Linked DNA regions of Mus musculus: region 2 is linked to region 1. The links are chromatin contacts, called in public HiChIP or PLAC-seq maps. All regions are on one chromosome and are shown on one strand. The core of a region is the stretch at or near the end of the contact, and the rest is flanking DNA. Distances in the headings are between cores, read along the strand shown.

Evidence for each region. HiChIP or PLAC-seq counts read pairs in DNA pulled down with a chosen protein or histone mark.
Region 2: an H3K4me3 HiChIP or PLAC-seq map of embryonic stem cells shows a contact between it and region 1, with 7 times the contacts expected there. The contact joins the enhancer-like site here to the promoter of Tfap2c in region 1. A contact is called at or near these places in 4 of 39 promoter capture datasets (all in embryonic stem cells), 3 of 15 datasets of contacts at CTCF or cohesin (all in embryonic stem cells), 57 of 484 Hi-C or Micro-C datasets (8-cell embryo, the G1E-ER4 cell line, embryonic stem cells and 2 more), 14 of 115 datasets of contacts at active chromatin or transcription factors (embryonic stem cells and stem cell-derived neural progenitor cells) and 4 of 9 other capture datasets (adipose tissue, embryonic stem cells, liver and 1 more).

Annotation. Positions count from the first base shown.
Region 1 is chr2:172,544,564-172,552,175 of GRCm38.p6, reverse strand. It overlaps Tfap2c (transcription factor AP-2, gamma), which reads right to left and starts at 2,583. Exons shown (of 7, transcript NM_009335.2): 1 at 2,294-2,583; 2 at 287-769; 3 at 129-180. The coding sequence starts at 2,341.
Region 2 is chr2:172,591,002-172,598,613 of GRCm38.p6, reverse strand. The region is part of intron 2 of Gm36038 (a long non-coding RNA gene); the gene reads right to left. Among named protein-coding and RNA genes, the nearest start is that of Gm36038, 18 kb to the right of the region's middle. Within about 2 kb of position 4,098, at least 11 of the 459 cell types and tissues checked have an H3K27ac peak or open chromatin away from gene starts, as enhancers often do. A contact at or near this core is called in 8-cell embryo, the G1E-ER4 cell line and embryonic stem cells, where this site is marked.

The sequences.
Region 1 (7,612 bases), core at 1,334-3,833:
GTTCAAGCGTGGTCTTCTCCACTACGTGAGCCGTGTTGGCCACTTAATACCCCAGCCTTTGCAGAAAAGGGGCAACTTCACTGGTCAGAGCCACGTGTTAGACACAAGCGGAAAGAGTCAGTGTTTACCTTTGCGAATGACAGTCTGATCGTGTAGGAGCAAGTGCGCGTCGTCCACATTCTGGGGGGGAAATGACAATTTCTTTTAAGTTTGGAGGAAGGTGGAAAGGCTGGAGGGTAAGGTAGAACCCCCACCCCACCCCCAGCCTCCCGCCCCCGCTGCTCACCTGCACCTCCTCTATGGGGTGAGCCATCTCGTGCAGCCCCAGGTTCTCAGCCAGGCCGGCTTCCAGGGCGTGCGCGTGAGGCAGCAGCAGGTCGGACCGGCGGTAGACTTCCCGCCGGGCGCTCACCGAGCCCCCCTCCAGCCCTGAAATATGGGGTATTAGACTTGCAGAGCGGCTGTGGTGCGAGGCCAGGCTAGAGCCCTCCTGACTCTGTCGACCCGGCCAGGCCTGTTGCTGGCTGCCGGTGGCCGCAGGCTGGTGCAGGGGGTTCATGGCGGCAGCGTAAGCCTCTCCCAGATGCGAGTAATGGTCGGCGGACTGCGAGTATGCCAGCTGCTGGTAAGGCGGCGGGAAGTAAGGAGGCGGCTGGTACTCTGCAACCCCGGTGTGCGAGAGAGGCGGCGCGGGACTGTAGAGATGTTGTCCCGGAGAGGAGAGGTGAGGGATGCGAGGGTTGCCATTACTGCTCGAGTCGTGGCGATCCTGGGAGAGAAACAGGAGAGACCCGGTTAGTACGAAACCCTGCTACAGCGAACAAGCAAGCCAGGAGAGGGGCACCTATGCGCCCCACCAAGCTCACACCACCCGTCTCGATCCGCCCCAGAGCCCGAGAGCCCCCGGGGACAATGAGCTCCCCGGACTTCGTTGTGAGCCTATCGGTCTAAGACCTGAGGGGACGAATCCTTCGAGCCCTCTGGCGAAGGTTCCCGCGCTGCGTCGCTTGGAGGTGCCAAGAGCGCGTTCCGCGCCACAGTCCGGTTACCCGTGCCCCAGGGGTTCGGCGTGCGGCGACCTCGGCGCACAGCGCCCTCGTTCAACAACCCTCCTCCCATGTCGCTGCGGCGCGCAAATAGCGCGGATAATGCGCAACGCCGACGAAGGGCGCGTTTCCCCGCCCCAAGGATCATCCCCCTCTCACTCCCTTAAGAGGCGGCCGCGCCGCGGAAGTGACACTCTCAGGTAAGGCCTCATAGTAATGTCGTCCGGAGAGACCGGGAGCCGACACGCGGGATCGGAGCTGTGATCCTTGCTAGCCAAGCCCGTGCCTTCTGCGCCTTAGGAAGTGAGGTCTTCCAGCCCGGCCATGGTCAAGGTTCTCACACATCCCGGTGTAGAGAAGGAATGAAAAGACTCTGCCAAACTGGGCAACCTTTGCCTGCGCACGTCCCCTCGCCCCAAGGCGGTCAGACTTAATTCCTAAAAGATGTGTCTTCATCAGTCCCAGGGGTCAGAAGGGTAGCAGGGACACAGGAGCGGGGCACTGTCGCCCCCTAGCGGAAGCCGCCCGGGCATGCACGCAGGGGCAGCCCCTCGAGGTCGTGCGGGTGCGGTGCGCTCCCGCAGCCTGGCCGCCGGCCTCTCCTCCCCACGTTCCCCGGTGCTCGCCTCGCGCCGCCTGAATCTTCTTCCTCTTCCCGCTCGCCGCCTCCCTCCCTCCTACTCTCCGAAACTCTAGCTCAACCTGTCCGACAGGCTAGAGTACTCGCGAGCGCTCAAGGCCCCATCTGGCTTCACCCCCACCCCACAGTCCCCAACCCCCACTTCTCTTGAAAACCAGGTTGCAGTTGTTTGGACTTTTCTTTTCTTTCTTTCTTTTTTTTTTTTTCTTTCTCGAGGAGGTAGCGGGGCAGGTGACAAGCCTTCCTTGGAGGAGACTCCTCAAAGGTGTCGCTGGCAGGGAAGCTTCCGTGGACACTGGACAGACTTCGTGGGAAAAAAGCCACGTCTGAGACCCGGAGACAGGGCGCTCTTCGGGGAAAATGGAAAGGAGGGCCGTGCGCTTCGTAGGAACCCACAGTTGAGTTCTGCGGGTGGGTTTGCCACGCTCTTGCCAGGCCTTGTCCCCGAGAGACAAGACCAGATTCAACAAGGGGCCCAGGAGATGGCCGAAGACTGGCCCTCATCCCTCCCGAAGGCGAGGGCTCCGCGCAAACGTCCCCAGCCTTGGCCAGCAGCCCTGGGACCCCGCTCGGGCCGGCGGGGCTACGTTCCCTAGCCCCCGCTCACCTCGCAATCCTCTTCATACTTGACATTATCTGTTATTTTCCACAACATGGCGTCCGGCGTCCCCCAAAATAGTCGCCAGTTAAATCCAGGCTCCCCCCACCCCCCGAGCGGTAAATCCACAATCGGGGTCACGGTGGCCAGGCGTCTGCCGCCGCCCCCGCCGCGCGCGCCGGCCTTGCTGTCCCAGTCACTGGACGCGCATCGGTGGCTGTGCACAGAGATGTGGTCGCCGTGGGTGTGTAGAGGCCGCAGCCGTGGACCGGAGAAGCCTCACCCTCACAGTGTGTCCCGGCGATAGCCGGGGGACCCGAACGCCTTAATGGGAAGGAAATTATCATAACTCCTCCCCGGGGGCCGGCGCCGCGCGGAGGCCCAGGCGCCGGGCGGGGCAGCCCCCAGCCAGTCCCTGCCTAGCTCCGCCCCGCACCCTGCCTAGCGTGTTGCAGGACCAGGCGTCGCGAGGGGCTCGCAGGGGCATCAGTGGGCGGTCTCTGACAACCGCAGACCTGCCAAGCTGAGGTGCCCAAACGTGGCTTCCTTTGCCTGCCAGCCCCCTTGCACACCTTAGACTGGCAGAGCTGACAGCTGGGATTTCCCCACCTCAAGAACCGTCCTTCATCCTCCTAAAAAATGGATGTCACTTGAGAGTTGAAGACGCCCCATTCCAGGGTGTCTCAACTCCTGGGGTTCCCTGACACCTCGCCCCAGCTGTTCCGACAGACATTTAAGGATTGGGCTGAGAAATAGCTAAAGTCCCACTGTTCCCTAGTGCCCCCCCCCCCCTTTCCCTCTCCCTGGGTACTTTACTGACCTGCCCACTGAGGGAAGGGAGGGGAAGGATTCCGAGAAGGAGTCCGCTCCCCCAGCTCCAAAGAGGAAACTCACGGTAATACCTGCTGTGAATAAATCGGACAACCGCGTGCTGCAGCTATAGCCCGAAGCTGTATCTGGCTGCGGGCCGTGGCTGGAGGAGACCCGAGCTCCCCCGCCCAGGCCCATCCCTGCTGCGATGCCCAGCCCTGCGGAGCGCCGGTTCTGCAGCTGTCACGGGCGGCTCTTCAGAAGCCTCTACTCGCCCAGGAAAAGAGGTTCCAGGCAGAATAAACCTCCATCGCCACGGGCCGCGTGGAATGAGGTGCTGTAAAGTGGGAGGGGGACTACAGGGAGGTCGCCCTGAGATATGGGCACACCTCGTCCCATGGGAGGCAGAAAGCAAAGCTTCTATCCACAGAATGCTGCTGCACCCCAAGATTTTCCGTCCAAGCCAAAAAGCAATACTCAGTGTTATTTTTTAATTCAACGAAACGAAAATAATTGGCCTAATTGTTATAGTTAATTTTTTTCATCCCAAACAGAAAGTCCACAGTTCTCGAGAGCTAATCTTGTTAGTCCGTCCCAACAGTATATGGAGATTGGCTTCAAACAGTGGAATTGGAGGCAGGGACTATTTCGGATTGATTCCGAAGCCAATTACACAATTCTTGATACCCATCAGCCCAGTGGCCAGGACCTGTTGGGAACGTGCCTCCCGTATCCACAGACTAAAATAATTTGCTCTCTTCCTGCTCCTCGTCTGTAAGCATTTCCCTAGACCCAGATAGGCCTGAAGTAAAGTAACTAAAATTAAAATAGATGTTCAAGCCAACCGTTCCCCCATGGTCTTAGAGAATAGCCGCATGCAAAATAGCTTTCTGGCCAGTTGACCCTAACAGACCCAGGAAGTTGAAACCGCGGGAATCAAGGGGGCTTTTCCGGCTAAGTTAAAAAGGCAGGCAATCCAGACCGAGCCTCCAAAACAGAGGCCCTGGAATTAGCGGGAGAAGAGGGCACCTGCTCCAGAAAGAACTGGTGCTGCCCGCATCAAGCTCAGGACTGGGAACGCCAGGTCCCAGGCTCTCTCTGGAAGGCAACTGTCACAGGTCTGGCGGGGTTCCGCTCCTCTCCTGGCCAGGGGGGGCGGTGCGGCTCACCCTACCCCAGGCTTTCCCTGTTCTTCCCACCTCAGCGATAATCCAAGAAGCCCAGGGGGACCGAGTGCTTTCTGCACCGGAGCTTTCGGCCGAGTGGGGAGGGGGGAGGACGACAGAAGGGCATGAAGGGTCTGCATTCGCCTTTCCTCAGCCCCCCCCCCCCCCCCCCGCGCCCCGAGTCTGGGGACTTGGGAACCGCTAGACAAGGCTATTCATTCTCTCTAAAGCGACAGCGCAGCGCTTGATGGAGAGGACAGTTGCACACAGGATTTCCTCGACTCTGGAGGACCCTGTCCCATCCACACCCAGCTTGGGGGCCGGGACCTGGACACAGAGTCCAGGTGCAGGAAGCTTCCGCCTTCCTTGAGAGCTCAGCTTCTCTGATGGTTCCCGCGCTCCAAACAATCTCCTACCATCGCCCACGGAAAGACGTTGACCCGTGTGGTTGTACCCCTTGGCAGCCAGGGCTGGGTAAGGTGTCCTGCCCACCTCCCATTCCCCCCGTCCCCGGGACTAAGAACTTGCTCTAAGGTCCCCGTGCAGAGATATGGGAGTGGAAGGAAGGCTGCCAGGGGCTCAGCTCTGCCGCCCCCTAGGGAGCCTGCAGTCACTCACACTCTGGCAACGCAGGTCGGTCCCTCTCATTGGGACGAGACTGGAGCCGCCCAGGTGTGTGTGAGTGAGTGTGTGTGTGCGCGCGCGCGCTCACCGGCACCCTAAATGCCCAAATGTGAGACACCTCCAAAGAAACACGCGAGGGTGCGTCTGTCAATGTGGCTTGGGGTCTCCAGTCTCCTATCCTGCCACCACCCAAGGCCAAAGAAGTCAGTTTGGAGTTTTCTATTATAAAACTGGACTGAAGTGCAGGCGGCAAGACTCCTCTTTTGGCCTTAGGGAAAGGGCTCCTAAGAAAAGGTGGACCCCGAGCACTTCGCAAGTGCGGCGCCACGTCCGGGGGTGGGGTGGGGAACTCTATTCCGCGCCCCTAGGGACAATGAAGGACTACAGTCAACTACCTAGCAGCCTGGGTTGGGCAGGGCCCTAGAAACCGGTTTCTGCCACAAATCTCTGGAGGAGGGTGTCCATCCACGCCCCACCCTCCTGTCCTAGAATGGGCAAGCACCGGACTTTGGGCAAAAGCCGGAGGGATGGCTCCGTGGATAGAGGCGCCTGCCGCCAAGTTTAAAAACACAGGGTAGGAAGAGAGAACCTACTCCCGCCACAGATCCACGGCCATACACACAGTGCGTACCTATCCACGGCCATACACACAGCGCGTGTGCACACACTCTAAACACATGCACAATAAAGACATACCTTTTAAAACACAAAGAGCTTCCAGAACTAAGCGCAGAGGTGTTGTTGATAACAATCCTCGGGCGCTCCAAAATAATGCCCATCGATTTTTTAAAATTTCTAACAGAATAAATGTAGGCCCATAGATGTAGGGACCTCAGCCCCACTCAGCTCAGTGAGTCTAGCTCAGGGCCGCAGGGGCCTGAAGCGGTTTCCCAGCCTTTGGGTCTTCCTACTAGGCAACTCTTTACAAACAGGCAAAGTAAAACGAAATTCGAACCCTTGACTTTACCAGGCTCCCCGGGACCCATTTTGTCCAAGGCCTGCCCGGGGGGCCGCACTCCTGTGCTCAGCGCTGGCCAAATCCTTCTCTCTGCGGCGGCAGCAAAGGTGAATCTGAATTGGCTTCCTTTAAACAATAATCTGAGGCCTCTCTCCCAGTCTCTAGAACCCCGAAGGAGACAATCCTGAGACTGCCCTACCCTGCCCCCGGGGACCCTCGAACACTTGGAGTCGGGCTTGTCACCTTCCCAGGGCGTCCTGGGGCCCATATCCAAGCGACCTAAGCGCTCCGAGCGCAGGCGGGAGACCCATATACCTAGAGGCCTTCTAGGGTACTAGGCTTCCACACACCTCTAGGCCAGATGAGCCCCGCGGCCTTAAGTCACTTATCTTAGTCGCCGCCAGGCGCAGAGGAGGCCCACGGTGGCCAAGGGCTGGGGAGATTGGCGGCAGGACAGCGCGCCAGCGACCCTGCGCCCACGGACGGACGCCCGGTCCAGCCCCGCGGTCCCCTCCAGTGGCCCTCCTCTGCCTGTAAGCTCCTCACCCTTAGCAACTGGAAACTCATGGTGTTAGCTCTGGAGCCGGCTGTGAGCAGGGGTTAAAGACAGAAGAGTGGCCAGAGAGAGCTCCCCGAGGGCCGAGGCGTGAGCAGTAAAGTCGCTTGGAGCGTTTATTTCTTAAAGGCAAAAAGGGGTGGGTGGAGAGATTCCCGTGGAGGCCAGCTATCGCTATTGGAAGGCACTCCTGGACAGGCCTCCTCCCTCTTGCCTGGCCTTCCTCCCACCCCCTTGAAAACTCCACCTTTGGAAAGGGTCGTCTCTAAGGGTTTCCAGGTTTACTTGTAGATGTAAAAAGAATATTTTTTTAAAAAGGTTTAATTTCCAAGGCCCAAACCATTGACATTTCCATGAAATTTCTGCCTCATTTCTAGAAATCTTTTTTTTTTTTAAGTTTAATTTCCAAGGCCCAAATCATTGACATTTCCTGCCTCATTTCTAGTTTGATCTAACTGCAGACACATTCTACTTTCCCAGATCTAGCTAAAATTACACTGGAAAGGGGGTGATGACTTGTCTGGGTAAGGCTGGGGTCTTTAAATGCCAGAAAACCCCCTCTGCGAATGGTCAGTAAAGAAACAGTCCAGGTATTCAAGTTTAGGAGGTAAGGGGGGGGGGGACCCAAATGTACAATAAAATACAGAAACAGCTAAATAAGACTAAACTCAAAACTGAAGCAGATGTGGTAACTCACAGATACAACCCCAACACTAGTAGCTGAGGCAGGAGGATGGAAAGTTTAAGGTCAATTTAACCTACTTGTAACAGAGAGTTCCAGGCAAGCCAGGGCTAAGTGTAAGATCAGTGCTGACCACCTACTGTGGGGGTGGGGGTGGGGGGCAGGAACTGCCCAGCAGGCAAATCAAAACAACTACTGAGGCCACTCCTCAATGTGCCCCTGCAATTTACCTGGCTTCTGTCGGGGCGGGCAGGTATTGAAACCACCTCTCGAATTAATACTGTATAAAAGGAAACACAGACAAAGAGGGCCATCAACCTCCACCGAACTTCCTTTTTGACACTTTCAGGGTCAGGCTCCTGTCTTAAGGGCACAAAGAGATTTTATGACAGAGCCTCCCAGAGAAAGAAATGTAAATTTTTTACCTCCTGGGGGGGAAAAAAACCGGTGACAACAGAGATTGACGCTCAGACAAAAAGCCTCCACAAGGGGCTTTTTAGAGTTTTTTGTTTTTAACGCTTTCTTTTAGTCA
Region 2 (7,612 bases), core at 2,849-5,348, 45 kb before region 1:
TTGTAGTTTGACTTCACAGCCCACCGTTGAACTAACTTGCAATCCTCCTGCCTCAGTCTCCTGAGTATTAGAATTAGGAGTATGGCCCGCCATGCTCAGCCTACTTATACTTTAAAGAGCTGAGAGAGTATAAACAATTAAGGTGAACTTGCGTAGTAAATGTGAGGCCCTGGGCTTCATCTGAGGGAACAAGGAATAAAAGAAAGGTAGGGCAGGAGGGAGAGAGAAATGGAGGAAATAGGAAGGGAGGGGGTGGGGAGAGGGACACTGGAATGCACGTTTGGACTTGGATGCTCCTCACAGTGCAGACAAAGGTGTGAATCTGTAAATGAGTTTGCACTTTCCTTCCTTGGGCCTGAGAGCCTGTGAGATAGGTAGGCTGGGGACGGTAGCAGCTGTGTCTCCTGCCCACCTATAGGACATCCTTTCAGGTGTGGTGATAAAGGGGACTTTGTCTTCCAGTCAGCCGGGGAACCCACTAAGGTCTGACCCTGAACTTCAGCTTTCAAAGCCACGTTGTCTCATGTGACCCTGGCATGTTACGTAACACGCCGTGACATCGGTGGGAAGTCCACAGCTTCCCAGAGTGTCAGAGCAGGACACACTCTTGTAGAACACAGACAGTTCAAGTAGAAACCCTAATCTTGTGAGACTTCTCTTCCTAAGACCCTCGCCGTAGCTAGCAGAGCCTCCCCACATCTACCAGTTCTCATGGCTGTCCACTTAGAATCTTTGCAACCCGGCTGAGAGAACATAAGACCTGAGTCAGCTCAGCCACAGCTAGCACTCTCACCTCGACCTCAGTAGTTCATACCAGAGCAAGGGTGTCAGACTCCACAGGCTTGAAATTCATCTCCTATGGCCAGAAACTCCTGTCTGTCCCTGAAACAGGCCCACCTGCTCCTCATGGAGGTCCCTTTGTGTGCTGTCCCCAAAGCCTGGACACTGGGCTCCTCTATTCTCCTTGGCTCGCTCCCTTTCTGAGTCACACAGATCTGAGCTCAGGAGGGCACCTCTTTGGGACTTCTTCCTTGATGCCCCCCCCCCAGCACACACCCATTTCTTTTCTGTGAATCTGAGTTCTAACTCAGCTCTGAGAATTTTGATTCCATGAGAGCCAGCAGCTAGCAGCCTAGAGCAGTCAGTCTGGTCCCTGCAGTTTCATGAATGAATAAATGAATGAATTCATGAATGAACCATAGACAGGGACCTAATCCTGCCTTCTCCTAAATCCTAAACTGGAACGGGCTACATTCACAACGGGCGCCCCAACATTTCGCAAATCTGTGTGTGACCTTTGGGAAAATGCAGCGGAGATGAAATTTAATCTCTCTGAGGAGTTGAAAGTCTTGCCCTGGAATTTTTTTAAAATAAATTTGGGTGTTTTGGTTAAAAAAGCGTGACAAAGAATAAGAGCCCAACATCTGTTCCCAACAAGATCAGTTTACTCCCAGTCTCCTTAAAAAGTGACAAGTCAGTAACTAAGATGCCATGACTCATGGGGGAGGGGGGGCGGGGGGGGGAGTTAGTGAGAGACACAGAGATAGAGGGGGAGGGATAAAAGGAAAGGAGGAGGGAGGGAGGGAAGGCAAGAGAGAGGAGAGGGGGAGAGAGAGAGAGAGAAAGAGACAGAGACAAAGAGAAACAGAAACAGGGACACTGAGACCAGAGAGAGGGACAGAGAGACAGAGAGGACAGAGGGACAGATGGAAGAGGAGGAACGAGTGACAAAGCTGGAAAGAGTTAAGACTGAGGAAGGAGAGAGACAGAGAAGGATAGAGAGAAAAAGAACAAAAGTGTCAGAGAGAGAGAACCAGGAGAGACAAAGATATTGAGAGAAACAAAGAAATGAAAGACAGAGATGGGAAGAGGATGGGGCAAAGATGGAGAGAAAAAGAACCAAAGAGACAGACATGAGGTGAAGAGACAAAGGGACAAAGATGGAGAGAGAGAGAGAGAGAGAGAGAGAGAGAGAGAGAGAGAGAGAGAAGCAGGCTCAGACCCTCTGCCCAGCCAGCCGCTGGCCCTGCACCATGCCCCCTCCTAACCAATCTGAGGCGGCGTCTCCAGCCCAATTCTAATGTGCCTTACAGAAGCTGAGGCTTGCCGGGTCCCTGGTCTGGGATATCTATGCCCTACAAGAATGCCAGTCTCTGCCTGGAGATTTATGGGATGCCATTATGCCTAGGTGAAAGGGGATTGCCCATAGAGAAGCCAACCTCTGCCCCAACCGCTGCCGGGCTCTTATATTACAAACAAAAACAGCAAAACCTGTTGTGCTTTTTCAAACCAGCTGCCTTTATAGCACACAGACACCTGGCTGACACACTCCCCTGACCCATTCTGTAACCACACGGGAAAGCATTCAGTAGAACAGGGCTCTGTGCCCTGCATCCCTGGAGCCAGCGTCTGCTCAAGGCCTGCTCCTCTAGAAGGTTCCAGACTGTGCCACACCCAGGCCACTCGCCATTTCAATTATGCAGATGGTTGGAGAGTTATCTACAAGTCTTTGCTGCCATCTTCCTTGGTTAAGGAGGCCACAGCAGGTGACCAGTTGACTCTGATGTCAAATAGAGGTGGATTCTGCCAAGGAAGTTTTGTGTCACTACTGTGTATGGAGAGTGCCCGGGTCCGGTGACCCCAGCTGCTAACAGCTGGATGACCCTAAGCCTCACTATTCTTTTAGGTTTTTCTTCTTCTCCTCTTCATTCACTGGCATGTTTAAAGCTCAGCTTAGTCAGTTCTTTCCCTCTGCACGAGGGGCAGATAGGAGGGCAGACAGGCAAGGACTGCGTACATTCACACGTAATAAACTCCAGCAAGGCAGGCATGCTGGTGAGGAAGATCTCAGAGAGGTTTTAGGGGAGGCCCAAAGGAGCTCAGGGTTAGCTGCGGGCTTGGGAGAGGGGGCAGAGCAGGCTATGATCCTGTAGTCTGAAGGATACCCAGCTAGGATACCATTTCCTCCTGGTCATCAAGACAACAAAGTGTGTGTGTGTGTCTGTGTCTGTGTGTGTGCCTGTGTGTGTGTGTGTCTGTGTGTGTGTGTCTTTGTGTGTGTGTGCCTGTGTGTGTGTCTGTCTGACTGTGTATGTATGTCTGTGTGTCTGTGTGTGTGTGTCTGTGTCTGTGTGTGTGTCTGTGTATGTGTGTGTGTGTGTGTGTGCCTGTGTGCCTGTGTCTCTGTGTGTGTCTGTGTATGTGTGTCTGTGTGTGTGTGCCTGTGTGTGTGTGTGTGCCTGTGTGTGTCTGTGTCTGTGTGTGTGTGTCTGTGTCTGTGTGTCTGTGTGTGTGTCTGTGTGTGTGTGTCTGTGTCTGTGTGTGTGTCTGTCTGTGTATGTACGTCTGTGTGTCTGTGTGTGTGTCTGTGTGTGTGTCTGTGTGTGTGTCTGTGTGTGTGTCTGTGTGTGTGTGTGCCTGTGTATGTGTGTGTCTGTGTCTGTGTGTGTGTCTGTGTATGTGTGTCTGTGTGTGTGTGTCTGTGTGTGTGTGCCTGTGTGTGTGTCTGTGTATGTGTGTCTTTGTGTGTGTATGTCTGTGTCTGTGTGTGTGTGTCTGTCTGTGTATGTACGTCTGTGTGTCTGTGTGTGTGTGTGTGTGTCTGTGTATGTGTGTCTTTGTGTGTATGTGTGTCTGTGGCTATGCGTGAGCGTGCATGTGAGTGTGTGCACGGTGGGGGTGGGGTGTGTGTGTGTCACAAGAACACAGGCAAGTGAGTCAGGAACAAAGAGAGACTGTGTTCCTCCTTCTGTGTGTCGCCGTGTCTGTGACCTATCTGGCCACCCAGGTTCCTGTTGATGTAACTCCCTGTATCATGTTGACCTCTTTAAAGGTGGAAAAGTGGCCCAAAGGCTGCAGGGAGAACAGGGAGAGCAGAGAATGTTCCTTCTCCAGGTCCTCACTGTAGGACGGTCACATGATCCCTCATCCAGCCCAGGATGCCTGGTTCTCCAGGACCACTTCTGTGTCCCACCCCCAGCACCAGCACAGGCACCGGCCAGCACTGGCACCAGACAACCCCTGCTCTAGTTCACTCTAGTTCTCCTGGCAGCCTCCGGACCAAGGTGAGACAAAGGAGACAGGAACTAGGGACACAGAGGCTTCGTGAGTTCAAGGTCAGCCAAGGCTACAAGGTGATCTTAGAGGTGGAGAGAGGCGGGGGAGAGGAGCAGGCGAGCAAGGGTGCAGCTGGAAAGGTAGAAAGTCAGGACACTTGGTGTGATGCAGAACCAGGCACTGCGCCTTTAAGAAGCAAGATCACTGCAAGGAGTGAGCTTTAGAGAGTCAACTTTGGGTCCAGGTTATAATTTAGTGATAGAGAGATTGCCAAGGAGATAGGAAGCCCTACCGTCATCCCTAGTACAGAGGGAGAGAAATGAGTAACTTTCAGTCAGCTTCTAGGGTATTTTCACGACAAAATTCAAACAATAAAACTATTTTCTAAGCTTAATTTCGTGTGTGCGGGATACTTACTACAATAATCTAGAAATAAACTGGGCAGTAGTTGCACATGATTTTAATCCCAGCACTCTTGGTGGCAGAGGCAGGTGGATCTCTGAGTTCAAGGTCAGTCTGGTTTACAGAGTGAATTCCAGGACAGTCAGGGCTACACAGAGAAACCCTGTCTCGAAAAACCAAACCAAACCACAATCATCATCATCGTCATCCAGAAATAGCTATCTGAACCTTCAAAGTACATAGGATGCTTGTTTCTGAAATAATAAGTTTTAGCTTAAAGAAAAATGTTAATAGCACTCGAGGAAGATGAAGGCTGTATACATCTAAGTGTGCATGAGAAGGGTTTGAAGAAGAACACAGAAGTGCCAAGGTGGACAGTTGCCTCTGAGCAGCGATACTTAGCGATAACTTACCAGCCTGGATGCTGGGCAATGGGGGCACATGACACTATCACCTGAATTTATTGCTTGGGAGTTGGCTTGGTCGTGTGTGTGTGTGTGTGTGTGTGTGTGTGTGTGTGTGTGTCTGTCTGTCTGTCTTGTACTTTTCAGGGGAGGTTGTTTGTTGTATTGAGCTGGGTCTCATGTAGGCCAGGCTAGCCTCCAACTCACTAGATAGCCAAGGATGACCTTGAAGTTCGTGTCCCTCACCTCTGCAGCTAGACTACAGGAATTATGGGTGTGTACTACCACACCCGGCCTCTTTTTTTTGTTGTTGTTGTTGTTGTTGTTGTTTAATGCAGAAGAAAAACAAGGACCTAAATCTCTGACCAACCAGAGAAGCACCACTCTGCAGAGATTGAGCCTCACCTCACCTCCACACAAGCTGTCCCTTTCCATCTAACACTCCCAGCCTGGCCGCCATGTTCTGTCTCTACCCCAGCTACTCTTCCTGTCCCTGTGCAAACCTTTCCCCCACTGTGACTGGACCCGATGGCCTCACACCACATCCCTGACAGTCACTAATGAAAAGACAGACAGACCCCTGCAGCTCCTAAATGACTACAAGACAAAGTAGGCACAAACACACAAAGCTGTTGATTCCCAGCTGGCTCTGAGATAGGAACGGGTTCCACCCATGTGTGCCTGGGGCTCCTTAGCTGGACAGGAGAGTCATAGTGGTGACTCTCATGAAGCCCTCCCTGTAGGATGGTGACTTTGGTGTAATAATTGCTGTGGAGCTTGGAAACAAAGTATGTTAAGTGCCCAGCACAGCATCTTACTCAGTAATTGTCTGTTTTTATTCATAACAAAGAATCACTAAAGAAGCAAGCTGGAGGTATAGTGTGTGGGACACACCACTCAAATATCTCTGAGATGTTTGTCACAGTGCCATCCCAATAGGTCCCTTGCCAGGTCATCAAACTCCAAAAAAGAAAAAGGAAAAAGAAAAAAACCCATCATAAGGAGGAGACCGAAGGAGGAAGCCACAGCCATAAATCACACCCTCCAGACGCTGGGATCTCATTGGCTAGGAAACACACCTGTGGTCTGCAACCCCAAGGAAGCATGGAAAATACAGTCTTCAATAAAGACCCTGGATGGCTGGAGAAAGTTTGGCTCCCAGAACCCACATCAGGCAGTTCACACCCATCTGTGACTCCAGTTCCAGGAGATGCCACATACAGGAGCTCTGCCCCCACAGACACCTGCACCCATGCAGTGTGCACACAGAGACACACATAGAACATTTTAAATTAATTAAAAACACCTTTAAATTTTTTCTTTTAAAAGACCAGGGTAGCTAAGATGCCTCTGAGAGTATAGGTACTTGCTATGGTAGTTCATGCCTGTAACCCCGTATCAGAGACAGGAGGGTTACAAGTTCAAGGACACCTTGGTCTTCTGCATATTGACCCATGACCTGAGTTTGATCACCACAACTCTCATGGTAGGAGAGAACTGATTCCAGAAAGTTGTTCTCTGACCTTCACGTGCACTCACATGTGCACTCAAATGCACACACATGCGTGCACACACAAACAAATATATAAAAAAAGGTCTTTGTGCCATGCTTCATTAGAAGCAGAGATCAGAGATGGCAGTGCTCAGCTCTCATGCCAGTTCTGGGAGGTGGAGCCTGGAGGATCAGGAGTTCAAAGTCACCCTCAGCTATGCAGCAAGGACAAGAACAGCTAAAGCTACTTGAGACTCAAGACAGGTCAAAAAAAAGGTAAGGGAACCAAAACCTAGAGCCTGGGAGACGGTTCAGTTGGTAAAGGTGCTTGCTGCCAAGCCTAAAGGCCTGAATTTAATCCCCGAGATCCACGGGGGGAAAGAAAAGAACTGCCCAGGTTCTATACACACATACACATACACACATACACACACATATACACACACAGACACACAGACACATTTACACACACATACACACAGACACATATATACACACAGACACACAGACACATATATACACAGAGGACACACAGACACAGACATACACAGACATACATACACAGATACAGACACACAGACAGATATATACACATATACACACAGAGATACATACACACACATACATATACACACACATACACACAATTTTAAAAGACACTCTGGTGTTCACTTGTGAAGAACCTGAGTGGCAGTGTTGGTTACACCTCCTGTATACAGCCTCTGAGGGTTTTGCTTGGGCAGAATACAGGCCCCATAGACAAACCCGGTCCTACTCCCAAGAACCCAACATCATACTGAAAGGAAGTCAGTCTTCGTCACAGAGTATAAACCAAGAGGTGCAGGCTGCCTTGCACAGATGGGGCCTGCTCTCGAGTTCCCACACTACAATCAGCAACAGGGGCATCCTTAGTAAGACGGAGCTGGTCCTGATAGCACATGTCTGTCACTCCACCTAAGGAAGAATTGCTGCAAGTTCAAGGACAGCCTTGCCTACATCATGAGCTCCATGCTAACCAGTACAACACAGAAAACAAAAAAGATAACACAGACATGAAGGCAGGTATGGTGGTGCCTCCTGCCAACCCCCTGCTCCAGATGATCATGAGTCTGGGACCGGCTTGAGTTATTACGGAAGACTCTGTGCCCAACAGAAAGGAGGGGCGGGAAATGGGAAACTCCTGATTTTATCTGTGTGCCCTCAGTCACAGGTCTGAGCATGTATGATAAGGGGATGACTAAGCATTTTCTATGGTGGG